Regions from separate parts of the Gossypium hirsutum genome. Here region 1 is linked to region 2. A link is a contact called in public Hi-C data. All regions are on one chromosome and are shown on one strand. The core of a region is the stretch at or near the end of the contact, and the rest is flanking DNA. Distances in the headings are between cores, read along the strand shown. Region 1 has its middle 31 kb from the start of LOC107946932. Region 2 holds the start of LOC107886092 (acid beta-fructofuranosidase).

Region 1 (4,962 bases), core at 1,458-3,957, 49 kb after region 2:
AAATCTGGTTCTTCATTCCAAAACAAAACATGTGGATCTGGACCTTCATTTTGTAAGAGAAAAAGTTATGGCAGGCAAATTCCAAGTCAACTATGTGCCAGCAAATCGTCAAATAGCAGATGCACTTACAAAACCTCTGCTGCTCTCTGCCTTCTGCAGTCAACGCTCGAAACTACGTGTGCTTCCTTCAACTACAGCTGCCACTTTAGCAAAGAAGGAAGGAAAAGAAGCAGGGTGAATGATAGAGGAAGAATTAGAAACAAACAAATGATTTTCAAACCCAAATTCAGTTACACTACGTGGCTAAAATATTCCCAGGTTGTTAGCATCCATAGTACACTGTTATTACCATTTACCGTCTGTTTTACCACCTCTCCTACAGTATTATAAATAATTGTCTCTGTAAACGTTGTAGAAATGGGGTTTCTTCTTCAATAATATTTCAATGCATTCTTCTTGTTTCCTTAGCTTAACAGCTTGATAGTTCACTGCTTGGTTATCACTAGCAAGTTTGGAATTTTGATTTTTATTTATTTATTGTTAGTTGCATGCTCCATTATCAGTTGCAACTGATGGATTATGCAATTTAACAATTTTTTTTACTGAAATATCTAGGTTTAATTCTTACATCCTTTAAGAAATTTGAGCAGTACTCGATGAGTATCAAGCAAGAAGATTATACGAAACTTTACATGTGATTGTGTTTCAATAAATGAAGAGATTTGATTTTACTGAAGTCTAACACTTCAAGATCTCCAATGATTTGATTTCAATGTATAAGACTTTCTTGAACACATTTCAAGGAAATACACGTTTACACTGATTAGAAGGTTGTAAGCCTATAATACCTAATTAAAGAAGGCTCGCTTAGTTTGATTATGGACGATTGAGTAAGAACACTTCTTTATTCGTTGTTAGTATCTTGTTTTCAAGTAGTTAAGTCTAAGTGAAATAAAGTGATCTTAGATTGATATATAAGAGTGAGGGCTCACAATAGGACTAGAAATACTATAGAATTGGGTAAACAATTTCTATACCCACACCTATTTTTATTGTGTTTCCGATCTTCATGCTTTCAATCATTTTTAACTTAAATTTGTTAATCAACCAAAATAAGTGGTATAGAGCTAAATATATTGAGATTTAAAAAAAATTAAAAACAATAAGACGAGATCCAATAGGTTAATTGTTTAATTAGATTCCATTAACTACACATTTCATAAAGTATTCTGTAATTATTTGCATCCTAGAAATAAACTTATAGGGCCATCGCTATCCAAAATAAATACTCATTTCTGTTCATGTTGACCATTGAGCGTCTATGATTATTATTTATTACCCCCAATTTTTAAACTCATCATGTGAAGCATATTATGTTAAAAAAGTAGTTCGCAAGTCCTAATCTTTCCAGAACTACGGGGATTTTTCTTTTGTGATTGTTAGTTCACTTCCAAATCATGAAAAAGGTTAAGAAAACAGCACTAAAAATACTATACTTTTACACCACCCAACTTTGCAATATAATTATAATCAGGCGTGCGTGATTGAGAGAGGCAAAAAGGTCAAGATCAAGACATGGTTTGAAGGGATAAGTTAATAAAAGGGAGGACATGGACTTCCTCTATCAAGCATTTAATGACTGTCTTTTGTTTTGGGTGTAATCATGTACAAGAAGGTGACCAACTGGGCCTAAAAGGATAACTTATTCAAAGGAAACCATATATCAGCCAATTCACCGAGTTAATTTTTAAACTCAATAACTCCTTGGCTCAGGTGTTGTGTTCAGAGCCAAGTTGAACCTGTTGATGCTTTCACTGCACATTATTGACATCATTATGATTCATTCATTCAAATATATTCTAAGGTTTTAATGAGTTGGAACTCACTTTGCTGTCCTTTGCCTACTCTCAAAGGGCTTTCTTTTCTTCTCTATCTACCCCTCAACTTGTTATAATTAAAGACAATCCTTGAGATTAAAGCAAGAGATTCACGATAAAGAGAAAGGAAGATGGTGACATATAATCCTGGGATTCTATGGTGAATTACATGCATGTATAGCCAATGAGGAGATTTAGGAGGATTCAATCGGTGGAAACAGCGTAATTGGCATATATGGATTTGAATATCAGTTAAATGTACTTTTAAAATGATTGTTTTGGTTTTGGATAAAGATTAAGAAGAGAATATCAAGTGGAATTAATAAAACTGATCTGAACCTAATCCACTTCCAGAAAAACTGATGTTGCTCAGTTACCTGAAAAACACAGTTTGATTAATTATTAAGACCAGTGTGATTAGTATAATATGTCTAGAAGTTTGTTCCCTTTCAGTTGGTGATCATTAAACAAATACCCAAAGTAGTAATAAATAAATAGAGGCAAGTAAATTATGGTGGAGAGATTGAACATATAATTGCACATGCACATGATGCAGCAGGGCCGTTTGAGGAAATAAACCAAGTGTTGTCGACGATAATGTTGGTTTGGTGCTCAACAAAGTTAATGTCCTGTATTTGTTGCAGACATTATAAATATATTACCTGAAAACCAGACTCGACTGTCAAGATCAAGGCACCAACGGCAGTTATGTTGTATTTTAGATCCTTGCGATCCTCATTTTGATAATCCAACCCTTAAAGAGTGGGCTGCTCAACATTGGTCCAAAGCTCTTGGAATTGACCCATGTTCGTTTCATATCACTGCACCAGTTTTCTTTGAAGAATTCTGGGCCAAAAGGTCCAAGAAGGATGCTGGAGCCCTGCAATCAAAGATAAGCTTGCTAACATGTTAGAATATGGTGTTTTTTGTATATCATTTATCCTCATATAACATTTAGTTTTAGCAAAGCATGGTTAACAACAAAAATATAATGAATTTGGATCAAACAAATTGGAGCTGATGAAGATTATGCAAGTGCATACACCCATTATCGGCATGCTTTTGGATTGAGAAGAACGAGCTCGAGAGCTGCTCTTCATAATAATATTCTATTCTTTTCTACACTTTCATCCCCATGCAGAACCCGAAGCTAGGCCTACCCCAAAACCTCAAGTTGCTCACTTGTATGGCCTGCCTTCACTTTTCCACTTCAATGGATGAGTTACTCGTATTGCCATAATTTGTCAAATTATTTGAAAGGAATTAAAAGGTCTCACGAAACTATTTTGACACTTAAAAAAGCCTAAAAACATCAACAAAATTCTCAATAATGGCTTGTAAGTTTGCACTTGAAATACATAGTTTTAAGTTCAGAACTATACCTAATCGCATTTGCTATTAGTTTAGAATATTTGATATTTTAGAATATTTGTCTTCTCAATTAATATTTTTAAATCTATAATTGTTTAATTATTTTAATAAGAGCATGATTGTGTATGATGAATTATGCAATTCTTTGTTACGTGGATATGTAATTTAGTCTAAAAGAACTTGTGTGTTTTTGTTAGCTAGAATTGGGCCTCTCTAGCCTTTTATGCTATTAATAAATTAAATCTTAGGCTCTTCATTATAAGGTTGTTAGTTAATAAGATAAATAATGTTAACGAGCTTTATCGAGAAGGTAAGAAGAGATTGGTTGTTAGGTGCGATGTCGACAACTATAACTAATTTATTGAAGAATAATGAATTTTATCTTTGCATCGATGATCAAACTTATAAATCAAAACTAAGATTTCACTATTTGACCAGAATTTCTTTCTTCATATTGATTTTTCTTAAATTTTAGGCTATAGAGTTTTAAAAGCCCCTAAACTTTTTTCAAAAAAAATCAAATAAGCCCCTATATATATTGCACTCAATTGAGCTTTTGAATGTTAAAATTACAAAAACCTTTTTTACCTAACAATCAATTATTACAAGTAATGACAGTCGTCTTTTTCTAGGTGTTTTCACCATATGACACAAGTAGACAGCAGAAACAGATGCTTCTGAACTAGGATACGGTGGAATCTTAAGGTGTTTGTTTCTATTAAAAGAGTTTCTCCTTTTGAGCTATGGACTAAAGTTGTAGTGTTCACTACGAAATACATGACTTTAAAATGGAGCTAATAAATTAATGTTAGCACCTCCATTTCAGGATGCTTCTTGTAAGTATGAGTATGAACTTGAAGGGTCAAGGATTTTAAAATATTTTTTTATCAATTATTGAAACCATAAAATTTGGGAAGCAATTAAAATGTATAAAGCTAGTACATAGGTTTGTTTCAACTGTTCCTAATAATGAATCATTGAACATTATGTGTCTTCAGCCTCTTAAAACAATAAAAATTGAGATAGTTTTGATAGCTTCAACACTGACGGTTTGACACATATTTGGACTCATCCAAAATGGATAATAACAATATATTAATAAATATAGTTAAACCAAAACTCAAAAATATTGAATTTTTTTTAAAAAAAATTTAAAACTTAAAATTACATGTTTTATTTATTGCTCTGATACAAATGAGGCTCAAGGATCTAAGGATGGATGCAAATGAAAATTTAGAATTTTAAATTTTAAAAAAGTTAAAATTTGATGGAGGGATTTTTTGAGAAGATGGAAAAATTTTGCTTAGAAGAATTTTGGGAAAATTAAAACGTGACTTTCATCTCCAAATTGAGAGTTTTTTTATTGAGGGCTCTTACCTCTTTTACAACGACATTATTAAGGAATCTATTTCCATACATCATTAAAATTTTAATAGTTTTGCATACATTATTACTATTTTAGATATTTTTGCAGGGAATCTACACTATTCATCTTATTTTAGAATATATTCCTTAAATCATTTCAGAAACTTGGCAATGAATCTCACTATTCATCTCATAATCTTTGTAAGGAATCTCACTATTCCCTGAATCATTTTAGAATATATTCCCTAAATTTGATGATTATGCGAGGAACCTCACTATTCATCTTTTTTTTCTTTTGAAGACTTTTGCATGTACATTTTAGAAACTTTGTAGGGAATCTCACTATTTA
Region 2 (5,206 bases), core at 1,945-4,444:
GCACCAACAGACCAAATGGTCCCAATGCCCCACGTTCTATAGTTCCACCACTGCTGCTGCAGCTGAATGTTACGTTGGACCCTGTTGTTTTCTCTAAAGCCTCTTTATCTATCTCAAACTCCGCTATGATATCCAACTGTAACATGACCAGAATCTTCTTGTCAACTAACAGGATCTCGGTCGAGAACGTATCGGTGATACACATAAATACATGACAAAAAGACGAACCTGTGTGGCTGGACCAACATCTAGAGGAACAACTGATCCGGCCTGGACTTTCACCTGGTTAAATTCGTAGCTCTTCAACCTCAAACTTTCTATTTCTTCCACTGGCCACTGAAGCAAATGAGTACCAATCTTCTTGTCAAACAAAATCGTCCTCGGGATGCTCTGTAAGACAGCACATTAGAAACAAGTTAAACGGTTAAAGGAACTGAAGAAATGCGGTTTTCTAGTTAATGCTTATGGTGGATACCTGAACAGATGCCCATCCTTTCTGCATATCAGCAGCTTCGCTATCGGATTCTCCAATCCAACCCCACAAAACTCTTCTGTTTTTGTTCTGATCGTAGAAAGTCTTGGCAGCATAGTATATACCATAATCATACCTTAGTCCAATGCCAACATCAATCTTAGGTTCATCAGGAATCCATGTACCATTCTTCTCATGATAAGTCCCAATAGAATAGTAATCATGTCTGTCATCATCCAGGCTGGCCTTCACCACATGCTTCACACTCGGTCCATTAACCGAAGTGTCCAAGCCATTTTCCTCCGTTTTTGAAACAGGGAAGAAGTCCACACACTCCCACATGCCAGTTCCGGGCACAGCATGAAGTACCCCATCTAACAACTCATAGTTTATGAAGTCCTTAGTATCATACACCAAAGCTATGCCGGTTTTATTGATCTTGGACCCTATGGTAATGCGCCATTTCCCTTCGGAGGTCAACCAGGCGGTAGTAGGGTCGCGGAAATCCTTGTCAAGGATGCCCGGGGGAGGAACTAAAACGGGGTTCCCAGAATACTTGACCCAATTGATAAGAAGAGGGTCAGAGTGGTCAGCAGGATAAGCAAGGTTTTGAACTTGAACATTCTCGGTGGTGGATCCTGTATATAGCATAACAACTTTGCCGTCAGGGAGGATCGTGGCGGAACCGGTCCAGACGCCATTTTTATCGTACCACTGGTCAGCAACCATTGCCAGTGGGAGGTGAAGCCAATGGATCAAGTCCTTGGATACCGCATGACCCCAAACTATGTCACCCCACACAGCAGCATGGGGATTGTACTGGTAGAAGAAATGATACCATCCCTTGTAGAACAATGGACCTGTAACGATTAACAGCCCAAATTTCAGCCAATCATAAACAAAACATGTCGTTTAGAAAAAGAATTCTGACATTTTTTTATGGAACTGATTGCCATGAAATTACTTCAAATCATACAGAAGTAATTGCCATTACATTTTCGTTGTTCATGCATTCAAATACATGAATCTTAGTTGTCAAAAGCCAATTACGCCTATGCTGTAATATGCGGACAAGCAACCTCGGTTTTCTGCCCTGCCAATTATGCCTATCGAGCTTTTTCAAACATTCAAGTTCTTACTTTTTTATCATTTTAATAGCAACTTTTAAGCCAGTCAGTCACGTGCACTTTCTTTCTTTTTTTTTAAAAAAAGAAGAAGCTATAATTGAACAGTTAATCATGTTCACGTTACAGACTTACAGCCCAAGTTCATAATGCTAGAAATTTTAGGTTGGATTTTACAAATGAATGAAAGAAAATACCAAAACAATCAATTTTCCTCATTTCATGAGCTGTCTACGTCAAAAGAGGAAAAAAAATAATGTCTAATTTAATTTAATGAATGTTATATTTTAAAAATAATTGAATAAAATTTCAATGATATGTACTTTCATAACAGTGTATGGTTAAATAATAATGAATGTAAAATTAATAGAAATGGTGGGCTCCAACTTTTCGACAAAGTAGGAATTATTGAGTTTGCAATTAGTTGTCTATTCAATCAGATACTGCAGTTAATCAAGGGGGGCAAAAAGTTATTTTGTGGATTGCGTGTGCCCCCCCAAAAGCCCTTTTCTTTTTTAACCTCAAAAAAAATAAGAGGTCATAAAGGTTTCACTTTTATACAAGCTTGGGTATACAAAATTATACAGGGCCTTACCATTAGGATCTGAAGCAGAACGAACCAGATTCCCATGTCAGAGCAACAACGTATGAACAAGCACCCAGCCAAACAAACAAACAAAAAACCCAAAATGTCAGAGATATGTGATAAAAAAAAACAGCATATTTAAGAAGAAAGGAAAAACCCAGATCTAATCACTCCTCATTTTCTTCCATGAAATAAGGAACTGTTGGAAATTTGAATCCACCCGAAATTAATCAAGTATATGCTACTTCATTTTCATGGTGTTTTTATAAAGAAAAAAATATATAATTGTTAAGATTCAACTAAGTATGTATTTCATCTTTCAGCTTTCGACCATTGATAATATGATTGAAATGCAGTGGAAATTATTAATAAACTTTTTTATCTAGTATAATATTCAAAAAGTACGGGCACTTTTTAAATAATTTCAAAGGAAGTGGGAAAAAGGAACCTCTTTTTTCTCTTACCATTCATCCAATTCTTTTCAGGTTGAAAGTGAAAAGCTGTTCTTTGCCATGACAGCATGCTATTATTCCATGGATACGCCAGCTGATTCTCGTTATCTTTGGCAAAAAACCTGTTCGATTTCTCTGACACTCCGACAGCCGGTCCACGTGACACCGGCCGCAACTGTTTCTCGGAGGAGGGCGAAGCCAATGAGCCATGTTCGTTTTCTTTGACGAAACCATTATCTGATCCATTGTTACTAGTCAACAAAGCCGCAAAAAATCCGACCGTCAACAACACAAAAAAGATTGAAAGCTGCAATTTCATGGGTTTCCGGCGATTTTCCGAAGGCCCCGTTGGATCGGAGCCGGCATGGCTAGAAACCGGAAGGAATGGCCTTGTATCCACCATTGTGGATAACTTGGTTAAAAAATGGAGATGGAAAAAATGTGAGTTAGAAAGGGATGAGCGATGGCTGAGTATGTTTGAAGAGTTGGGGTCTGACTATTATATAAGGACTGTGCTTCGCTTGGCCAATAAGTTGGGCGGTTTCCAGGATTGACATTTGACGGGGGCAAAGAAAGTGACCAAAACCAACACTAATTTTACCTTTTATTTTTATTTTTATTTTCATTTTTCAGGAAGTTAATTAGAGAACAACTTGGTTGAGGTATTATTAAAATATTATTTTATTTATATTTATATTAAGATTTTAAACAAGTTAATATCATGAGTAAATTAAACATTAATTCAATTAAAATAGTATAAAATTATCCTCTTATATGCAAGGAAACAAAAATTAATATGAATGGTTTTTTTTGTGTAAAATAAAGTACATAAAACTAAATGAAACTAGCTTCTTTAAAGGAGAGTCTCCATATAGTTTTAAACTCGTTTTTTTTTGTCTCGTACCAATTTAACAAGACTATCTGTAATTAAATTATCTTTTCGAGGGATATATTAAAATCTTTTAATATTTTATCCTTTTTAAAAGCTGATGAATTTTTTTAATTTAAGTCACTAAACCTAAACCTAGTTGATGAATGTTAACGGCTTTGAGACAATCAGATTTAATAGGCAGAGAAAACTAAACCTAGTTGATTTGAAATGAAATTTTAGATCATACACTTGCAATGAAATCTAAAAGCGTAACACATTCTACTTGAATTGTGGGAAACTAGGGAACTGCCACTGGCACATGTATTAGCTGTTATTACAGTAAAATAAGAAAAGAGCATAGGATCCAATCATGTTATCCATTCAATAACCGCAGACAAGTCTCGTGTATGTTGTTTTCAGAGGGTAAGAGGTGTGCTTTCACAGACCATACATTTAGTTTTAGTTTTATATTAGCAGCCGGTTGGGTGGGGGTGGGAAAATTACAAAATATTGGCTTTATACCAATAATTGCTTATTTGCAGTTATGGAAGTATATTAATTATGTAGAAAACAAGGATTTTTATGGAACTTTTTATCTGGCTACTTAATAATGACAGCAAGGCTCATTTAACACTTCCTTTTATTTCTATAGAACTTGCGAAAGGAAATTAAATTTTAGCAGTGATATATCAGTAAAGAATAGGCAGACAAAGAAAGAGGAATACAACTGAAGGAGAAGACTGTGGGTATTTTAAAAAATCTCTAACTTGGTAGCTTTAAATATTACAAGGAAAAACTTGAGTGCACGTAGGTCCGGCAATTATTCAGTTAAAAACCAGGATGAATGAGTAAGTGCTGATTAGGATTCGAAAAGAAATGGTCCATCCACAGCCACCACATAAATTATTGGATCATGTGGAGCTCCTATCCACATGCAGAAGATAATTGATTATTCTGCTCAATGTTACATTCAAATGAATGAACATCTTCAACTACATTTTAAAACTTACTTGCCCACATCAATTTAAACAACAGCTGTTAATGTTTTATTTTTAAAGAAATTATTGTTATTAATAGAAATCAAAATAATAATAACACAAATGACAGTAATTGCAATACTGGAATAAGTCTTCAACAAAATAAACATGTATCAATTTAATTAAATCACTGATTTGCAACCTAACCTCACCATCATCAAATCAATCACCAGTCAACTAAGAAAAAACTGTCAAAAGCCTCATCACATAAGTGATGTACAAAAGGTCAAGTCTCAGATAGCTTTTCATCCGTCTCATCATTTCAAATTTGTCACAATTGCTACGATTTATCATGATAAAATCCTTCGAGACCAATTCTTAATAGATCTAATGACGCCATTATATATATGTCAGAACATGACTAAAAATTAAAATTAAAACTGCATGTAACTTTTAAAAAAGATAGAGTTGACAAAATAAGAGCACAAAACCAAACTAATGATGAAGATTAAAATTAAAAAAATATATTGAAATTAAAAGTTGGTGTCACGAATGGCAAAACAAAATTTTAATTTGAGAAAATTTAATTTCTTAGAATTTTTCGATAGTAATATATTGATGTGGCCCATTTTTTGGGTACCTTTAAAAGTTGTAGGTTAAATTCATGATATTATCATTATCCTCCTCTAATTTTTGACACGTAAAAAAAAGGATCAATTGTTAT

What was found. Hi-C and Micro-C count contacts between places; a contact is called where the count stands out from the background.
Region 1: a contact with region 2 is called in a Hi-C map of leaf, with 3 times the contacts expected there. The contact joins the enhancer-like site here to the promoter of LOC107886092 in region 2. A contact is called at or near these places in 9 of 34 Hi-C or Micro-C datasets (callus and leaf).

Annotation. Positions count from the first base shown.
Region 1 is chrD12:57,733,749-57,738,710 of Gossypium_hirsutum_v2.1, forward strand. No RefSeq gene overlaps it. Among protein-coding and RNA genes, the nearest start is that of LOC107946932, 31 kb to the right of the region's middle. Within about 2 kb of position 2,708, at least 3 of the 9 cell types and tissues checked have an H3K27ac peak or open chromatin away from gene starts, as enhancers often do. A contact at or near this core is called in leaf, where this site is marked.
Region 2 is chrD12:57,684,287-57,689,492 of Gossypium_hirsutum_v2.1, forward strand. LOC107886092 (acid beta-fructofuranosidase) reads right to left here and starts at 3,195. Exons shown (of 7, transcript XM_041107399.1): 1 at 2,647-3,195; 2 at 2,192-2,200; 3 at 476-1,332; 4 at 229-390; 5 at 1-136. The coding sequence starts at 3,037.